Linked DNA regions of Sus scrofa: region 1 is linked to region 2. The links are chromatin contacts, called in public promoter capture Hi-C maps. All regions are on one chromosome and are shown on one strand. The core of a region is the stretch at or near the end of the contact, and the rest is flanking DNA. Distances in the headings are between cores, read along the strand shown.

The links. Promoter capture Hi-C pulls out the DNA fragments that hold promoters and counts their contacts.
Region 1: a contact with region 2 is called in a promoter capture Hi-C map of liver, with 7 times the contacts expected there. The contact joins the promoter of NR2F1 here to the promoter of ARRDC3 in region 2. A contact is called at or near these places in 1 of 5 promoter capture datasets (liver) and 1 of 2 datasets of contacts at active chromatin or transcription factors (skeletal muscle).

The regions. Positions count from the first base shown.
Region 1 is chr2:100,446,325-100,449,729 of Sscrofa11.1, reverse strand. It overlaps NR2F1 (COUP transcription factor 1), which reads right to left and starts at 2,069. Exons shown (of 3, transcript XM_003354213.4): 1 at 1,367-2,069. The coding sequence starts at 1,826.
Region 2 is chr2:98,443,038-98,446,033 of Sscrofa11.1, reverse strand. It overlaps ARRDC3 (arrestin domain-containing protein 3), which reads left to right and starts at 1,324. Exons shown (of 8, transcript XM_003123783.6): 1 at 1,324-1,882. The coding sequence starts at 1,603.

The DNA.
Region 1 (3,405 bases), core at 820-3,319, 2.0 Mb before region 2:
CTAATTTTAATGCAAGTCCCAATGCAATTTAAGCTCTTGAGACATAATGGCTAGAATACTTTTTTCTAATTATAGTTTTGAACTTGGCAGTTATTTTTCAATTAAATGAGAATACAATTCAAAGTTTTTTTTTTTTTCAGATGCCTACAAAATCTCCCTGGAGCTAGAAATGAAGTCATCATATTTGCCTTTTCCTTGAGGTCTGAAGGAATTCAATTTCTTTTCTTGTGGCATATAAAATATAATTTTAAAGTCAATTACAAGAAGGAGTAATCTGCATTCTGCAAAATTGACTGGTTCGCTAATTTGACTATAAGACATCTTTAATGATTGTCAGGAGATAAACTTTAACTGTAAATGGCTAGATATATTTATAAGAAAAGTGCTGCATCTCTTGCCACATGAACATGAAGCATATCTAAATACAACATCAAAAGTTGTGTTAAAAGAAACCAAATCCATACAACACAGGGATTAAATGATGTGGAAGCTCATGCCAGCTGCAGTCTATGCATTATAGCCAAATCAGAAGGATCGGTAAATGCCGCTGTAAATTGTAATTTGTATGCAGTATTTAAGCAGAGGGTGGAGTTTGATGAAGAAATAAAACGAGTATCATGCTTTAAAAAAAAATGACACACTATGAAAGCACGGTTCAGTCACAAACTTTCCTTTCAAAGTAGAGGGGTGAAAACAAGGCCACAGCTCTGGAGGAGGCGGCCCCAGCTCGGTGAAGAGGAGAGGGAACCAGTGAACAGGCCAGAAGCCCCCCTTCCCCCCTAATTAGACCTACAAGTGCAATAAATCTCACTCCTCTTTTCCCAAGCTAAGCTTCCAAAAGGATGATGCAGTAATGAATCTATGGTTCAGAGTACTCCAGTCTCCAGCCCTCCCCCATTTTAAATAAAGGGCATGAAGAGGTGGAGGGAAAAGTGGAATGAAAAAACACAGAAACAGAGTTTTCTGGGGGAAAAAGCACCCCTCCCCAAGTACATGCCAGCACAGCCCCGAGCATCCTCACGCACACGCGGGAAAGAGACACACACCGAGCACATCCAAGACAGAGGAAGGGGATTTTAAGCCACAGCTCACGATCCCAGGGACTCAATCCTGAGCAGGCAGCGGGCGGGGTGGAGGAGCCGGGGAGTGGAGCGCAGGCCGGGAGGGGGAGGCAGCGGCAGCGAGCTGGGGAGAAGGGGGGGGGACGCCGGGGGAGGAAGGCAGCGGGGACAGGGGAAGCTGGGACGGGCCGGGACCGCAGGAGCCCCAGCCTCATACAGCAGCCACCCCCGCCGGAGAGAGAGAAAGAAAGAGGGCCGGGGAGGCGGGCGAAGCTCAGGGAGAGAAGCACAGAAGAAATATTCACCTTCCCGCCTCATGCCCACTTTGAGGCACTTCTTGAGGCGGCAGTATTGGCACTGGTTGCGGTGATGCTGGTCGATGGGACAGTTCCTGTTGGCACGGCATGTGTAAGTTAAGTTCCTGCGGACGCTCCTCTTGAAGAAACTTTTGCAGCCCTCGCAGGTGAATTGGCCGTAGTGCTTGCCGCTCGACTTGTCCCCGCACACCACGCACTCGATGTGCTGCTGGCTCTGGCCCGAGCCAGGCGGGCCCTGGCCCTTGTCCCCTGCCGTGCCGGGGGTGGCGGGCGCTCCGGGCTGGCCCGGGGTCTGCGGCGTGTGCGGCGCGCCCGAGCCCGCCTGCTGCTGCTGCTCGCCGGCGCCGCCGCCGCCGCGGGCCGCCTGCGCTGCGGGGTTGGGGCCGCCGGGGTTGCCCCCGGCCACGTCGTCCTGCGGATCTCGCCAGCTGCTAACTACCATTGCCATATCTTTGGGCCCGGGGAGCGCTGGGGGGAGCCGAGCTGCTCGCCGAGGGCCGTGGGGCGCGCGGGCGCGCTGGGAGGGGAAGGGGAAGGGGAAGGGGGGAGGGGGAGGGGGCGGGGGGCCCGCCCGGCGCCCCGGGGTCGCGGGAGCGGAGCCCGAGCCGGGCACTGGCCGCTGCTTCTGCCGCCGCCGCCGCTGCCGCCGCTACTGCCTCGGCCGCCCCGCTGCTGCTGCGCGCCCGCCCGCCCTGCTGGCGTTTTGTTGTGGTTCCTGCTGTTTTCTTTCTCTCTTTTTGCAGCCCCCCAGGCTCTCAGGCTCCCCCCCCAACACCCCTGCTCCCCTCGCCCGCTCCCCCCGCGCTCTGATCCTGGGGGGCCACGCTCTCCTTCCCCCCCTCCCCACCCCCCCCAGCGACCAAGCTCCCTTCTCTCGCTTTTTTCTTCTTCCCCAAGTTGCAAAATCAGAAATGGCACAGGCGGCAGCCGGGAGCGGCGCGGGGCGCAGCGCCGGGGGCGGCGGGCATGGGCCACGGCGCGCGCACACACTCACCCTCCGCCTCGCCCGCACCCCCGCGCACACACACACTGGCACACACACTCGCTCACCCGCGCCGGGCGCCCGCCCGCCTGCCGGCCGCTCGGGCTACGCGCTGCGCGCCGGCGGAGCAGACATAGAGGAAGCGGGCGAGGGCGGCGGCGGCGGCGGAGGAGGAGGAGGTCGCGGCTGCCGGCGCCTCTGGAGCTGCCGCCTCAGCTGCAGCGCCGAGCGCCGCTGGAGGAGCCCGGGCCCGGGCCGGAGTCCGAGCTGGAGTCGGGGCTGCAGCCAGAGGAGCGCGAGCCCAGGTCGGGGCCGCCCGCACCGCCGCCGCTGTCCCGGCGGGAGCCCTCGCTGGGCTCGGGATTGAGGGGAGCGCGGTGAGCCGAGCAGGGCGCGGGGCGAGGCTGCCGGCGGCGATCAGGGCGCGCTGGTGTCGGGGGGCCAGGTCCAGGGCCGGACGCAGCCAGCCATTCAGGAAGGCAGCGCTGGAGAGCAGAAGGCAGCCAGCGAGGAGGATCACACACTTTGCTCTTTTTGTTGTGCGGGTGGCGCCGGGCTCTCGCTGCCTTCTTCTTTCGGGAGGTGACAGAGGGAGAAAAAAATACGAGATAATTCACGCCGGCGACGATTTCACAGCGAAATAGAAAAAATAAAAATCAGAAGAAAAAGAATTGCAAAAAAAAAAAAAAAAAAAAAAAAGCGAAAGAGACATCCAAAGTAGGTCGAATAAATAATCCTCTTCTTTTCCTCTTTCTTGCTCCTTCTTCTGCTTCTTCTGCTATAACACACAGAGCTAGTTAAAAAAACCCTGGAGATCGCCCAAAAATGTTCTTTTTTTAGTATTTTAAATAAGTGCTCTTCAGCCGGGAACCAACACCCTCCCTCCAAAAAAAATCATATATGTATAAAATAACGATAAGAAGAATACGAAGGGGGTGCCTCCTCCTCCTCCTCTTTTTTTTTTTTTTTTCCCTTAAGTTTAGCCCTCACTCCTCTGCAGGAATGGAGTAAAAGAGACAAGGAGGAGGGAGAAAAAGGAAAGAAG
Region 2 (2,996 bases), core at 75-2,574:
TTCCAAAGTGTATTTGCTTATATATATATATATATACACACACGCACACACACACACATACAGTTCCAGAGTACTATTTTTTCTTCCTATATTTCTCTTCTATAAGCAATTTTGTTGAATGCAAAAAATCTATATAGGTTTATGCTGTTATGCCTTGAATCCCAGTGATTTTTATGAAAGCATTGTTATTTGCTATCAAAACGTTCACAATAAAGAGACAAATGTATCTGTCCTTAAGATAGATGTATTATGAGAATTACTGGGTTGAACAGTCCAAGGCTGAAAGTTAAAATTAAAACTTTACAGAATTAAGCCCTATTTATATAACAAATTCTCTCTTAAAGAACCATCTTCTGCGCCTCACTAACTTCTAACAAAAATTTTTCAATCCTGTTGTAAACATTACGTCAGCTAAAACGCAGTGATGCAGCCTTTTATAAGGTAGTACTTTTTAGGCCGAACTCTATTCTTAATCCTTTGGACACAGGAGTTGTAATCATGTCATACCCTGCAAATCTAGCTGTAGGTGGTATCTCAAAAAAGGACTTTTTTCTTTCTTCGAGGAAGTGGTCAAACCTTTTTTCCCCTGATGTCATCATGCAAACAACCTGGTTGCTTTTCATTGCTATCGAATTAAGAGAAGAGAAAGCAAAACATACTGAGTACATTTTTTTGCTTCTCTTCCTTGCTCCGTGTAGTATTCTCTTTTAGTCTGGATTTGGCCTCCACAGAGCTCATTTCTTCACTGCCTACAAAGCACTGGTTTAAATAAACAAACAAACAGTGCAGGCCAAGAATGCTCTTGTCCGTGAATATCATTGCTTCTCTAGTTTTTATTACATTTTCTTTTGAAATTCATTAGATTATGCTCAGCAGCCCTTGCCCAACCGGTTTCTTCCCTTCCCCCATCTCTCTACACACATCACTTTTGCTTCCTTCCCTCCGGGGAATGGGCAAACCCCTACAGCGCCGGTAACGCACTCTCCCGGCTTGGTCACTCATCAGTTTGTCTTTACTTGGCTTTGCAAACAGTTCCCCACCCAACCTTGTCCCCCAGTGCCCCCTCGGCCATTATCTTTCTGCCGGAGTATGCTCGATAAGGGACTCCAGATAGCACGTCGAGGGTTTACGGTAGCCTGCCTACCAATAGGAACCCACAATGAAGAGAAGTCAGGTTCGGCCTCCCGGCAGCCCCACTGCCGTCTTCCTTGGTTGTACACCTACTGTACCCGCGAGCGAGCGAGCCAGGGAGCGAGCCCGGCGCGGGAGGGGGCGCGCAGGGAGGGCGACAGCAGCCGCGGCGTGCGCATGCGCCCTGGGGTTGTTTTTCACAAAGCTGCTCTTAAAGTGAGCTGGCAGGTTCCAGCCGCCCGTCTTTGTAAGGAGACCACTGAGACTAGCAGGAGCGAGGAGCAGCAGCCTCTCTGCTGCCTTGACTTTTTAAGAAATCTCAATGAACTGTTTGTAAAGAATCACTGATCCTGCCTGTAAGCTTTTTGCACGGCAAAGACATCGATCAGTGTTAAGTGAAGATCACATTTTATATGTGTTCTTGACTTTTTTTTGTCTTACATTATATTTTTTATAGATTTTGTTACAAACATGGTGCTGGGAAAGGTAAAGAGTTTGACAATAAGCTTTGACTGTCTTAATGACAGCAATGTCCCTGTGTATTCCAGTGGGGATACAGTCTCAGGAAGGGTGAATTTAGAAGTTACTGGGGAAATCAGAGTAAAATCTCTTAAAATTCATGCAAGAGGACATGCGAAAGTACGCTGGACCGAATCGAGAAACGCCGGCTCCAATACTGCCTACACACAGAATTACACTGAAGAAGTAGAATATTTCAATCATAAAGACATCTTAATTGGACACGAAAGAGGTAAGTTTTTACATTATTCAGAAATTATTACACCTATTTTCTTTGGGAAAGTATCTGTTCAATTTCTCTGAATTAATGTAATGTTACTCCTAGCATAAAATATAGCAGTTTGATAAATGTTAGCAAAGTTAGCCAAGATTTGAATTCTCCTTGACTTTCATCGTGTGTTAAGCCATAATGCATGCAGGCATCTGCAAAGTGACTGCAAACTGCACTTATTCAACTACCTCTATACCCGGCTTGATCTGTGCCATACGCGCTTGCAGTCTATTTCCACCTTATAAATTCTGCTTAAATCCGAGGCAGTAATTTTACTGATACGTTTTCAAATGAATTGCTAAAAGCTGCAGTCCAATATTAGATTTTTTCCTTGTTCTGTGGAACCTTAGATCTTAAAAATTAAGCCTCAATGAAGAAATGAAATAACATTTTTAAGTGGGTTAATGGGTGTACTTCATTTTTAATATTGACACTCAAAGACTTTAGAGAATTGATTGTTGTTCTTTGATAAAGGGTTTCTGTGGCTTATTTTGACATATGGTATGAACACCCCACGTGTTTTTTCCCTATTCTTTCCAGTTCCTTTAGAAATTTACATCAAGCCTTCTCTATTTTAAAGGACAATACCAATCATTATGATATGTTTCAAATCGGTTTTAGAAGCCATTTAAAGTCAATTTTTTTTTTTCTGAGCATCATGCCTAACTTTGGAACTGCATTCAATGAAACCTAAGCCAGTCAAAAGGAATTGAAAAGTATTCGGCTCATTTGGATTTGATTTTTGGTTATAAAAGGGAGATAAAGGGTTGTCAAAGGGAGAAGGGGTCCTGAGATTTCCAATCTATTGTTTAAATGGTCACATTGTGGAAATATAGGAGACTCTAAGCTTGTTTTTCTAAGTTTCCACCCTTTGTTAGAAGCGGTTCAATCCTGTTTCGGACCAGTTCTAGGGGGTGGTGAGGAGGGGCGCTTGTTCTGCTCTCAGCAGATTGGTTACACGCGTCAGGTGGTGGGGATGACTTAATTCCTAGCCCAAGAAGAATATAATGTTAAAACTGGTTATGTAATTTTGTGCTTCTCCTTTTTAATGCAGTATTTAGTTCTAATGTTGGCC